2 separate regions of the Bos taurus genome follow, and region 2 is linked to region 1. A link is a contact called in public Hi-C data. All regions are on one chromosome and are shown on one strand. Each heading gives the region's core, a stretch centred on a gene start, on an enhancer-like site or on the middle of the called end of the contact. The rest is flanking DNA. Distances are from core to core; before and after follow the strand shown. Region 1 has its middle 520 kb from the start of TRNAW-CCA. Region 2 has its middle 510 kb from the start of USP24.

What was found. Hi-C and Micro-C count contacts between places; a contact is called where the count stands out from the background.
Region 2: a contact with region 1 is called in a Hi-C map of liver, with 4 times the contacts expected there. The contact joins two enhancer-like sites. A contact is called at or near these places in 2 of 11 Hi-C or Micro-C datasets (liver and skeletal muscle).

What each region holds. Positions count from the first base shown.
Region 1 is chr3:90,250,976-90,257,832 of ARS-UCD2.0, reverse strand. No RefSeq gene overlaps it. Among named protein-coding and RNA genes, the nearest start is that of TRNAW-CCA, 520 kb to the right of the region's middle. Within about 2 kb of position 3,397, at least 5 of the 102 cell types and tissues checked have an H3K27ac peak or open chromatin away from gene starts, as enhancers often do. A contact at or near this core is called in liver, where this site is marked.
Region 2 is chr3:90,616,493-90,623,349 of ARS-UCD2.0, reverse strand. No RefSeq gene overlaps it. Among named protein-coding and RNA genes, the nearest start is that of USP24, 510 kb to the left of the region's middle. Within about 2 kb of position 2,784, at least 3 of the 102 cell types and tissues checked have an H3K27ac peak or open chromatin away from gene starts, as enhancers often do. A contact at or near this core is called in liver, where this site is marked.

The DNA.
Region 1 (6,857 bases), core at 2,148-4,647:
GGACACAACTGAAGTGACTTAGCATAGCATTAGCATGCATCAATGGAGGCAGTGTGGCATCTGGGAATCCCTGTACTTTCCACTGAATTTTTCTGTGAACCTAAAACTGCTCCAAATAACAGTCTATCAAAATAAAAAACAGCCCTAGTAAATAAGCAAATGAACAATTAAATATGTTAGAAATCATACCTGCTACATGAATTTTTTTTTTAAAAAAGGGGTGGAGGATACATTGAAATTTTAAATAAAGTGCTCTTGTTGAGAAAGTGGCACTTTTGTAAAATAAGGAAGTGAGAGGCACACACAGAGGCTCTTTCTCTACTGGACAGACAGAAACACATTTTTAATGTTTTGGCAAATGACAAAGCAAAGTTCAGGTGCCACACAGGTTAGAGGAAAACTCTCCAATCTAGGGATTAGGAAAGGCTTTTTGGAGTAGGTAACTACTGATACTAGTTTTAAAAGGTGAATAAACTCTAATATAAAGCTTATATTTTCTATTCCTGATAAAGCGATATTTAGAAGATGAATTGACAATTAGATGAGTAACCACTTTGGGGGTGCAATTTTATGCAGGGCTCTGTTAAATATGACACCTCTCACTCAGTACTGTATTACTGATTAGCATATTTTGCATACTGTCTTTTCCCAGGGGAACTGCAATTGGCATTGGGGGTGGGGGTTGGGGGTAAAGGAGCTGTCTGGTTGAATGAAAGGGAGAAGGACCCAGAAATGGAATTTTGAGCAGGCATGCCTACAGATGGAGGGTGAGGGTGGAAGCGGGTCTGTAGTTTTCCACATAGGTGGCCAACTCGTTGGCCTCAGCGTGTTACCAGTCATGAGGCTGAAGCTAAATGCTTTGTCAGTGTCTGCTCCTCCAAAAGAACTGCCATGGCAACCGCAGTACCCACAGACTTTGCTGAAAGCCTTTTGAGTTTCAGCGGAAAGAAAGGGCCATGTCAAACAAATGCTGATTCCCCCTCCTTCAAGTGCAGAGTCTGTCCAAACCTGGGAGCTCTATTTTTCAGTCTGGCGGCTCCTCTTGTCCTAAAAGCCTAACCTTCAATTTGAAAATGTTCTGAAAGCTTTCCTCAAAATGAAAATATTTGTTCAAATCCTCAGAATGCAATAAGAAAATATCCTTCTAGCAAAAGCAATGACTTAGCATTTTGGGGTTGGCACAAAAGTAGGAAAACATAGCAGAGGGAATCATAGCCTGGCTGGCTATTGGCTGGGTCTTGCTTCTGAGGATTAAATCGCCTTATGAACTTGGCTTACCTTCTCTCTTGATGGCTCTTGGATAGTATTCCCAAGACCTCATACTTTTATGTGCTCTAATTTACTTGGAGAATCGCATAGAGACTTACAATATCATGCTGCAGAGACTAACTTCCACAACCTCTTTATTTTCAAGATGGGGAAACTGAGGTCCACAGAGGTTTTATAGTTTCTCTCCAAGGCCACACATTTAGTTAGTGTCAGAACTGGGAATAAAACCCAGTCTCCTGACTCTTTCAATTACCTCACATTACCTTCTCCTCCTCTCAGAAACGTTTTTTCCCTATTATCCTTTTTATTCCTAGGTCGTAAGATGAAGTTTGTATTGATATTAGTAAACGTTCTTGGAGCACACTCCAGAGGAAGTATTCTCAAGTGTGTACTCTTTAGGGAAACATAATACATGAATAAGAAACTAGGTGGTCTGAAAGAGGAATTATAAATGATAACACTTATTTCAAGTTCTCAGCCTTACTGAATGATAGGAGCCAACTTGCTTAACTTCTCTGTTTCCGTATTTGCAAAGTCAGGATGATCTGTTTCCATTTAGTGGTTACTCTGAGAAGAATTTGAAATCAGTGATTGGGGGAGTAGCATTTGAGGACTGAGGAGAAAAGAATCCCCATGCCCAGGTTTTGCTTTTAGTAGCTGTAATTGTGTGTAGTCTACCCGATTCCTCCCCAAGTTAAAATTCTACTTCCCTCCCTTTGTTGTAGTTAGACCCACTCTTATCTATGTAACATGAAGACTCAATCTTACTATGTTTTGTAGTCAGATCTCTGAGTTGTGCAATATTTTGTATACTTAATTCAGCTACTCAAAAAATGTTTGCACACTAGATCATTGTGTTAAGTGCTGAGGTCACAAATGGTTTCTTTTTCAACATTCATTCAACAAAGGCTGCATTTAGTTAGTGTCTACTACATAGAAATTCTTGTGCTAGGTGCTGAGAATACTAAGCTAATTAAGATTAAAATGACTTTGAGAAACACATCTCTAGTGTGAGGCACAGGATGAACAAATAAAATTTAAACTGAATTCAGGTTTATCATACATTATTAGGTTTTTTCCCTAAGAAAAATTAGGTAAATATTATTCAATGTCTCCTGTGAGTTTACAAGCATAATAAGATGTGTTATTATCAAAATAAAGATAAGGAAGCTATGATATTAGACTGGATGTTGCTGTCTTGTTTCTCTTTCTGAAATTTCTACAATGTTGTAGAACATTCATGGAGCATATTTCAACTCTTAATAGTTGAAGAACCACTGCTAGGACTCAAGCCCAGTCCCTAACCTTGAAGTCCTCCTAGCATATGAGATTTTGCATTGTTATCCACTATTTTATCAACTTTATGGGTTTAAGTGTTAGTGTGCTCACTTTAGTGACCTCTGAAACACCCCTCTAGCTTGGATGGATATACCATGAGTCACCATGGCCGACAGATACTTTGTTCTATCTGCCAGGCAGGGTCCCTTTTAATATCCTCCAATGCTCTGTGTCATTAATGAGGCTTTGCAGAGCTGGTTTATAGGATGTGATATATCCCTCAAAGAGATGTAGACATGTGGGATGGTATCATGATTATACTTCAGACACATCAACTGAGAGTTTCCTTAAAGATTCAGAAGCTGCTCTTCCCTGTGGAAACATTAAGCAGAGTAATAACTGGAAAGGAGGAATAAGAAAGAAGATATGGGTGACTACATTTGGTGATATACATTTCATAATTGTGCATTAAGAAGCTTCTAATCCTATAGACTTGTTTTTAATAGAAACTAGATCCTTTTGAGCTTTTTATCTCCTAGGGCATCTTCCAGCATTGTAAGAAAATCTCCTACATAACAAGAAAAAATGAGGCATTAGGGTCTGAGCAATGGACTAGTGTCAGCAACAACAAAACGGCTTTAAGGCTGAGAAGTGTGGATTTTTCGAAACGAAGTGGGGGTCTTTAGGAAGGTATTAGATGAATAACAGCAGAAGAGAAAGCAAGAACATTCATGATGAATGTGTGGAAATGTCTCCCAAGCCAGATTGGGCAATACCAAAGAACCAGGATCACATGGCTGAAAGAACCTAGCCCACACTGTTTTGTTATGGGTCTGAAGGTCCCTGGGCAGGGACACTATAGGGAAGTTACGCTGTTTGTTACAGATTGTTGCTGTTTTTCATGCCATGTGAATGTGACCCTAGAACAAAGCAATTATGCTGCTCTGAGGGAAGTTTAGACACACCCTCATAGAACAAGGGTCAAAACCAAAACCACGACTCTTAGTCTCTTAGTTTTGACTCTCCCAGAGGCAAACCCTGAGATGAGGATTCACATACAAGTAGTTTATTTGGGTCATGCAGACAACATTAGTAGGTAAATGGAGAAAAACAGAAGAATAAAGATGGCCCATAAAAGATGTATTATTAAGTCACCTACCAGCCAGGGAACTGAAGCTTAAGCCCTGGAACTTACAGTCTGGCAAGCTGAACAGGGCGGTATTCTGTGCTTCCAGGAATGAAGAATTGCACAACTGGCATCTGGGGGTGGGTGGGCCTCTGCCAAGGTGTACTTAACAATACAAGAGACATAGAGGCAGGGAATGGATGCGGGAGGGAGTAGCACCAAGGGCATCTACTGTGCCTCCAGCTAAGAGGTCGAGAGGGCTGGTTTAGTGCCTGCTACAGAAGAGATCTGTCCCAGTGGCGAAACCCACAGCATCCAAGAGGGCACCTGATCCCCTTCTGAGGCAGATTCAGGTCCTATAAACTCTTCTCTGCAGATTCAAACAATAATTATAAGGATGTATTAAGGAAGTTAATACATGATGACTACTAGCTTTCTCTAGAAAGGTTAGGGCATTCCACCCCAAGGGACTAGGCTAATTGGGTAACCCACAGCATCGTGACGTGCGATAGAGAATGGGCTTTCAACTCAGAGGAATCTGAGTCAGAATTCCAACTCTGATGTTGACTACGTAAATGATTCTTACTTTCTGGTGCTTGCTTTCCTCACCTGTCAAGTAAGGGTCTGATCAGTTACATTGCATGGTTCTTGGGAGAATTCTGAAGGTCTGCATCTGTGAAGTGCCTACTATGGTTTGTGGCATCTTGGAGGAATGCCACACATATGAATCAAAGGACATAAGCACCCACAGAACCCCTTTGTTCTCTCCCAGGTGCTGAGCACCACCCATTTGGGTCTCCTCATACAAACCTTGTTTTACAAACCACCTTACTGATCCAGGCTGATCTGACCTGCTGAGGCACAGTTTAGAACACTCTGCTACCATGGAGGGAGCTTCTCTGATGCCCTCTAACAGGGTTCACAGAAAATTGCCTCAAATGCAACATCCTATGGGAGAAAAGGAAAGCAGCATTGGACTCAGACAAACCTGGCTTTGCTACTTCCTATTCTGCTATGTAAAAATGTTTACTCAGTACCTATTTTATCCAGATCACTATATCAGATGCTACATAACCTTAGGAAAATCCAGGAATCTTGCCAGAAACGAGACCCTTGGGGATGGAGGAGGAACACACACAGGGATTGTCCCTTTTTTGAACACAGGAAAGGACTCCTCCTCCAACTCCTAAGTCTAGCTCAGCTATCCAGGGAACTGGCAAAAGGGGATCAGAAAGGCCATGATCACCTCAAAAGGGTTGGAAGAACTGGGAAAAAGATGCTTGAGGTTACCACCACATCATAACCTCTGAGATTTAGAACAGCAGAAATGCTAATACCAAAACCCTACTAGGTGAAGAATGAAGGCAACTGACTTGTAAACATGTTTCCCTTTCATTAATTTCTGGAGAACATCTCTAGGCCTTCCAAAGGTGATAGATCTGACACTGACACATGCACTGAAATGGATGGTAAGTACCAAGAGCTGGGATGAGGGTAGAATGATGTCAGGGAATAATAGTTTTCTACTTGCCTCAATCAAGTCAGCATGGATGGCTTTATAAAAAGTTAGGGGACATGCTGGCTAGTCTCCATAGACTCATACTCCTTCCTTTTCTACTGTGCCCTGGAAGGTTGACCTGAATAGGTGACATCAGAAAGTTCCCTGCTGCACCACCGTGGGATGGTTATGTCCTTCACCAAAGGTCACACCTATGGTCAGGGGACCCCTCCTGTGCAGCTAGACTCCTAGTTCTCTCCCTGACCCTTTGGGTCTCATGGTAGTCACACCTCCTGGCTAATAATCTGCAGCACTGATCTATTCCTTCATGGCTTCCATATATTCTGGATACATTTTTGGAAATAAACCATTTATTAAACTTTCCTCAATCACCCGGTTTGGGTGCAAACCCTCTGTTTCCTGCTAGGATCCTGATAGTGATCTATGCATTGGGAGCATGGAATGACCTCTTCCATTTGTTAAGTTTTGGTCAGTATAACAACTTTAGTGAGATGTCTCCAGGTACTGAAGAATAAATTTAAAACAGTTTATTCTTATTCTAACATTTATCAACTATATTCTGTTAAATCTCCTATTGGGGGCAGGATGCATGTTCTCTATATCATACTTCAATAAGAATCCATAGCTTTCAATTACTCTTGCTTACTAAGAAAACGTCATTCTGTTTTTCAGAATAGTGTCGTCCATTCTGAAAACTTCAGTCTCATTCTTGTAATCCTTCCTTCTCACCCCATGTAGGTTTGGTTAGTGGCTCTGGCCCTTGAGGACAGAGCCCATGGTCAGCTCTCACAGACATCCCCTCACCCTCCTTTCCCTCTGTTCTTCCCACATGATATTGGGGGTGATGGGGAGGAAACAGGAAAGACACATTGTCCCCACTTAAATGGCCGTGCCAGGGGAGGTTGCTGGATTCTCTAAGATGAATTGTGGTGTTTCTCTAACACTGACTGGCCATTAGCTTCTTTTGATGCAGAAGGCACTCCAATAATCATCTCAACTGGAAATTACTGGTTTACATTTTCCGTCTTCTCCTCCCATTCAGTACATCATCAAGGGCATCCTAGCTACCACTCTCTTGCTTTGGGAGTATCCCACCAACTGACTATTTTACATCAGTGATGCCAGCAAAACTGCTCAACTCCAGCCTGATGAAGGAAAATTCCCAGGTCCTTGCTGACTGCCCTTTGGCACTGAGCCCCCAAATCTCACTCTTTGCTTTCTCACACCCTGCCAGCATTGGGCATTCTGATTTGTTGGTTAAGCAACTCCAAGAGAAGAAATCCCCAGCTGAGTGCAGGGGGCACATCTTGAGTATCCTCTACCTTTATGAACACTTTTTATGGGTTATTTTTCTCTGTGCTTCAGGAAAGGGAAATTCCTGGAGAAGTGAACGGAAAGTCTAGCTCTTCCATGAGCTGTGATGTCCTCTCTCTGTGCCAGCCCTCCTCTACTGTGAAATTAGGAAGGAGATGAGCGTGTTCTCAGCAAGCCCTCTTGGGCAGGTGCTGCTTCCAAATCTGGCACTTTTCTCCTTTGTTCTCATCTTTAGTTCTTAGTCGTAATTCAAGGAAAATCAAAAAGTCTCACTCAGCATCTAACACTTGCCTATTCCACCAAATTTTGATGGGAATCCCACATCTATTACATCATTTGATCTTCAAAAAA
Region 2 (6,857 bases), core at 1,535-4,034, 370 kb before region 1:
CTATCCCTGTGGTCTTGAGCCAGGTACATGAGGCCTTAAGGACCCAACTGTGTCTGTTCTTTAATCACTCCTTTCAATACCAGGACTCAGCTCTGCGGGGTATAGGTAGAAGCAGGGTAGACCTGAGGAATAGCGTGAGTTACATTCAGGATGTCCTGGTCAGAGGAAATAGGACATCCTTCCAGTCACCAGTGAACTGGTTATATTTGCCCCCACATTCCTTGAGTGGTTAAGCAAGTGGTCCTTAAAGGTAATTAATAAGGAAGAAACAATTATGCCCTATGTACTCAGCCAGTGTTAGGATCTGGGTAAGGATGGGAGGGGATGGGAAAGGGAACAAGGTGGATGGTGTATACAGCTGCATCCTATTTCCATTGATTGATTTGGACATGCCAGCCTGCATTCACTCAACAGACTTCTCCATGGGGCTGGCTCTTTTCTAGGTGCCAGGATACTGAGATTATTCAGACCCTATCCTTGCCTTCAAGCTGTTCACAGCAGAGAGCAAATCTACAGTTAGTAGTGCTGTTAAACGTCCAGTAGCCAGGACTCATGTTAGTAGTCATGTGCGAGAGCAAGGCAATGTTGGTGCAGATGGAAAACCTGGGGAAACGTTCTTGGTAGAACTGGCTTTAGATCACTAATCAGGCCCTCGCTGGCATCCTTTGAATTTCTTACCTAGCACATGTTTTAACCACTCTGTTTCCAGTCTCATTTTCTAATCCATTTCCCCCAGAATATGCTCTAATGGTGTCACCCTTCTGCTCAGGTGCTTTTCTCCCCTAACCCCCCAACCTGTTGTTGTTGTTCAGTCTCCCAGTTGTGTCCAGCTCTTTGCGACCCCACGGACTCCAGCATGCCGGGCCTCCCGGTCCCTCACCATCTCCTGAAGTTTGCCCAAGTTCATGTCCATTGCATTGATGATGCCATACAGCCATCTCATCCTCTGACACCCTCTTCTCCTTCTGCTCTCGATCTTTCCCAGTACTGGGGACTTTTCCAATGAGTCAGCTGTTCATTTCAGGTGACCAAAATACTGGAGCTTCAGCTTCAGTCCTTCCAGTGAATATTCAGGGTTGATTTCCCCTAATACTGACTGGTTTTATCTCCTTGCTGTCCAAGGGATTCTCAGGAATCTTCTCCAGGACCACAGTTTGAAGGCATCAATTCTTTGGCTGTCTGCCTCCTGTATGGTCCAGCTCTCACAACTGTACGTGGCCACTCTAAAGACCATAGCCTTGACTATATGGGCCTTTGTCAGCAGAGCAATGTCTCTGCTTTTCAACACATTGTCTAGGTTTGTCCTAGCTTCCCCACCCATTACTACCTGAAAAATAAAAGCCAGCTTCTTTATAAAGGTACTCACAGCCTCCCTGGCTGGGGCCATTCTTCTTTCCAGCCTTGTCTGCCTCTACATGCCTGCTTGTGTAGCCTTGGGCTCAGCCCACCTGGAACTATTTGACACTGCCCTGAGACTCAGGTTCTTTCACACCTAAATGTCCTCTCATAAGCCTGAAATGTTTTTCTTTTCTCCACATCCTCAATCTCTTCATTTTCTCACCAGCCTGAACTGTTTGCTATCCACTCAGTAGTCCCTTTCATGTTTGTGCATAAATTGTGTCCTCTGTTGAAATAACCTTCCTCTTGTCTTTTGTCTGTCTGAAAAAGTACCTTCTAATCTTTCAAAGATGAATTCAAATCTGTCTCCTGGTGAGGCTTCTGGTTCCCCCAGTGGTGATGGTTTCCTCCTCTGGGCTCCATGTACACAATGAGTGTCTCTGTCTCACTTACAGCAGCCGTGTGTAATGAGACAGACAGAAGTAAGCAGTGGATCTCTGCCACCTTGGGAGACTTAGGTATTAGAAGTTCATTTTATTTACTTCTCTATTTAGGCCTCTGTTAAGGGAAAGGGAACATGCCAGCTGGTGGCTGGTAACTTAACTGGATTTATCTTTATATTGATCTTTCATTTCCCTGGATTTAGTGTCTAGCTCTCTCTTGGGATCAGATTTCATTTCCAGGCTAAGTCAGTCAAACAGGAAATCTCTTGCAATTATTTGCCTGACTTTTCAATGTTTTATGCAGTTTACAGGTTAAAAGGCTTGCAGACCAAGGGATTAAATACACAAAAGGCTGACCTGCAGCAGTTGGGGAGAAGAGCCAAGTACAACCCATGGTCAAGTCGGACTTTGTGTTTTTTAAGACAGAAAATTGACTTTGAGTTATTATTTAGCCCCACTCCCAGGACACAATTTTCTGATTTTCTTTTTTTTCCCCATATTTTATAACCAACAATTCCAAAATATGGAGCATTTTTAAATAGAATTTTTAACCTTGCAATTGCAAAGTATAATGGACTAGAAAGAGAATTGGTTATCAGTTTATTATGAATCACTGTGAGGTCCCACTCATAGACTTGTCTTCCCAACTGCAAAATAAGGAATTACACAGGGAGTCCCCAAGATCTCTTTCTAACTTAAATATTTTCAATCATTTCTTTATTATTTTGTGTGTCACCCCTTGGCTGTAGTCAATGCACAATCCTTTTTTTTTTTTTAAAGTATCCACCACGGATCTTGTGTCTTCTTCTCTATCATCTACCAGCTGGCATCACCCAGACTTGTTGATTCCCTACAGTAAACTCCAGGATCTTTAACATTCAAGTCCCTCTATCATTTGCCCCTAATAAGTATGACTTCTTCTAATCCCAGACCTAATAGAACATTTACTATTCCCCTGAAATGCCACACCGATCCACCCTTTGTGTTTTGGTACATGCTGTTCTTTGCCTCTTGCACCCTTTATGATCTCAGCATTTGGCAAAATCCTACACAGCTATCGCCACATACAGATAAGAGTCCTTGTTTGGCATTTCCTGGGATTCTGCGTCAAGTTACCTTTTCTGATAACCCTGTTCCTGCATTGATCTCTGGTTTGGGTATTTGGCCTCTGGTCCTGTTTCTGTTATTAGACTTAGGTCTTGTTCCTGATACCATTTTTGGTAATCTCTAGGGGAAAACAGTGAAATCCAAACCTGGAAGTCCTTGCTTGTTCCTTCTCCCAATAGCAACCATAACCACTCCCCACCCTCATCCATTTAACTGCTCTTCCTCCAAATAACTGACTGAGCTAAATCTTCAGAGGTGTTTCTCTCCTGCTCAAACTTTCCCTTATCGCCAGTTGCTGTGTCTACCCTCTGTCCCCTGCCCTTTCCTTTCAGCTTTGCAAATGGCTGGATCCTAGAAAGTACACTTTGGGCCATTGTCACCACACCTGGCGGAAAAGCATCCATTTCATCTAATAATGCACAACATTTAAGGGAATTCTGACTTCAGATTTTAGGAAACCATGTCCTATAAAAGCAGTCATACTAAGCAAGAGACTTCAAATTTAAAGTTCCTAGTGTTTCTAAGGCCATTTTCTTTTAGAGTTTTATAACAATGTTATATCCTTGGTCAGAAACATAGGCCCTTTGTAGCATGTATGCTATAAATAAGCTTTGTGGGGAGATGTATATGACTCCAAATACCAGTGCTGCACATTTATTTCTGTATTACCATGGGTAAGGTATGGGATCTTTCTGACCACCAGTGTCCTCATCTTAAAAATGACGATCTTACTTCCATCACTGGGACCTTGTGGGGATTACATGGGGTTAGTTATATCTGAAATCATGTCCTGCGGCTTCCCACCGTTAGCTCCTTTACGTTCTTTCAATAACAGAGCCTGTTCCTGGATCTAAAACATGAATTTCATTCTGAGGAAGGGCATCTTAAGTTTGAGGATACCAATTGGTTAGGAGGAACCAGACCAAAGTGGGTCCTTGAATACCCATGAGAGGAGTTCACCTTTTTGAAACTGTACCTTCTTATTGCCTATGACTCTTCCAGTCACAGATCTGTCTTCATTTGTTTGCATAGCCATCCAATCTCAACATGTTCTCCCTGAACTTTTAACCACAGAGATCTTAGGAGACCTTTGCTTGAACTTCTGTGGGTAGTAAAGGGCGGGGGAGCTTAGAGAGCGGTTGTTTAGGAAGGCCTTTAATGGACTAGTCTCTGCTGGGAGGATTTCATGGTGATTTATATGCTATCTCATTTAATGTCTAAGAGACTGTGTGTGTGTGTGTGTGTGTGGTTACTGTGGTTACAGCTGCAACTATTATTATAACTTCTGCTGTTATTACAATTATTTAATATTAAAGATAATTGGGACGTGTCACAACAGAGTGGTTTAAGTCATGATCATCAAAGCTGGGCTGCCTGCTTCAAAGCCAAACTCAGTTTTCTCCTCATATAATTGAAATGAAAATATTAACAAGACTCATTGTATGAGATGGATCTGAGAATTGAATGTGTTAATACAAATGAAAAGCTTAGAGAATTATTTGGTCAGAGCAAGTACTGTATAGGTTGCAGCTACTGGTATTATGTAAATAGTACTGTTATTATTAAGATTCTTGTGTGCAGTCAGGACTTAACTTCAATTTCAGGCTAAGGAATTTAGCCTTCAGTTGATATTGAGAGTACACAAGCCCTGCAGATGCCCAGTACTGTGTGCTGCTGCTGCTAAGTCGCTTCAGTCGTGTCCGACTCTGTGCGACCCCATAGATGGCAGCCCACCAGGCTCCCCCGTCCCCGGGATTCTCCAGGCAAGAACACTGGAGTGGGCTGCCATTTCCTTCTCCAATGCATGAAAGTGAAAAGTGAAAGTGAAGTCGCTCAGTTGTGTCCGACTCTTCGCGACCCCATGGACCACAGCCCACCAGGCTCCTCCACCCATGGGATTTTCCAGGCAAGAGTACTGGACTGGGATGCCATTGCCTTCTCTGCCAGTACTGTGTACTATGTACTATTTATGATGTATACCCACTCTTAGCCAGGTATGGGGTTTTCTTCTCTAGACTGAGTTTCTCAGGCACAGAAACATGCCCACGTCACCGAAGTCCAGAAAAAGTGCCAGAGGGTCCATTTTTCTCAAATTTGAGAATACTAGCATGAAGGAAGGCTGATGGTGTGTCAGTGCTGTATATAAAGATCTACAGGATAAAGATAAAACATTGCATGGAATATCAAATTTACTAGAGACATGTAAGTAAATTAACCCTTTTCAAGTGTACAAAAAAGAGATTTGTATATATATATCCATATATATATATTAGTTTTTGATTCCATTATAATTTATTATAAGATATTGAATATAATTTCCTGTGCTATATAGTAGGTCTTTGTTATTTTGTATATGATAGTATGCATGTGTTAATCCCATACTCCCAATTTTTCCCTCCCCTACTTCCCCTTTTTTAGTCACAAGTTTGTTTCCTATGTCTGTTAGTTTCTGTTTTTATAAATAAGTTCATTTGTACTATTTTTTTTTAGTTTGCACATATAAGTGATATATAAAATATATCTGTCTGACTTACTTCACTTAGTATGATAATCTCTAGGTCCGTCCATGTTGCTGCCAATGGCATTATTTCATTCTTTTTTTATAGTGGAGTACTATTCCACTGTGTGTGTGTGTGTGTGTGTGTGTGTACATTTCACATCTTATTTACCTATTCATCTGTTGAAGGACTCTTAATGTTGCTTCCATGTCTTGGCTTTTGTAAATGTTGAACATTGGAGCTCATGTATCTTTATGAGTTAGAGCTTTCATCTTTTCCAGATATATTCCCAGGAATGGGATTGCTGAAGAATATGGTCATTCTAATTTTATTTTCTTAAAGAGCCTCCCTACTGTTTCCTTAGTGGCTGCACCAATATATATTCCCACCAACACTGTAGGAGGGTTCCATTTTCTTCACACCCCCTCCAGCATTTATTATTAGTGGACTTTTTGATTTTGGTCAACCTGACCAGAATAAGGAGATACATCATTGTAGTTATTGATGTTGGGCATCTTTTCATGTGCCTGTTGTCTACCTGTATATCTTTGGAGAAATGTCTGCTTAGGTCTTCTGCCCGTTTGTTTTTCTGGCTATTGAATTGTATGAGCTATTTGTATAATTTGGAAATCAATCCTTTGTTTTTTGCATTATTTGCAAATATTTTCTCCCATTCAGTAGGTTGTCTTTATATTTTGTTTATGATTTCCTTTGCTGTACAAAAAAGCTTATAAATTTGATTAGGTCCTATTTGTTTATTTTTGCTTTTATTTCTATTGTTTTGGAAGAATAACCTACGATAACATTGCTATAATTTAGGTCAGAGAACATATTGTGTATGTCTTCTTCTAGGAGTTTTATGGTATCATGTCTTATATTTGATTCTTTAAGCCATTTTGAATTTATTTTGTTGTATGGTGTGAGGGAGTGTTCTAACTTCACTGATTTACATGTAGCTGTCAAACTTTCCCAGCACCACTTGCTGAAGAGACTGTCTTTTCTCCATTGTGTATTCTTGCCTCATTTGTCAATTGCCTGTAGGTGTGAGGGTTTATTTCTGGGTTCTCTATTCTGTGTCCTTGATCCATAGGCCTGCTTTTGTGCCAGTGCCACTCTGATTGATTTTTATAGCTTTGTAACTTTATCTGAAATTTGAAAGGATTGTGCCTCCAGTTTTGTTCTTTTCCCCCAGGATTGCTTGGGCAATTCTGGGTCTTTTGTGATTCCATATAAATTTTAGGACTATTTATTTTAGTTCTGTGAAAATTTTCAAGGGTAAGTTGATAGAGATCACATTAAACTGGTAGATTGCTTTGGGTAGTATGGCCATTTTAACTACATTGATTCCACCAATCCAAGAGCATGGGCTATCTTTCCATTTCCTTGAACCATCTTTGATTTTGTTTATTAGAGTTTTATAGTTCTCAGCTCATAAATCTTATAGGTAACTTTTAAATAACATGAACACTTC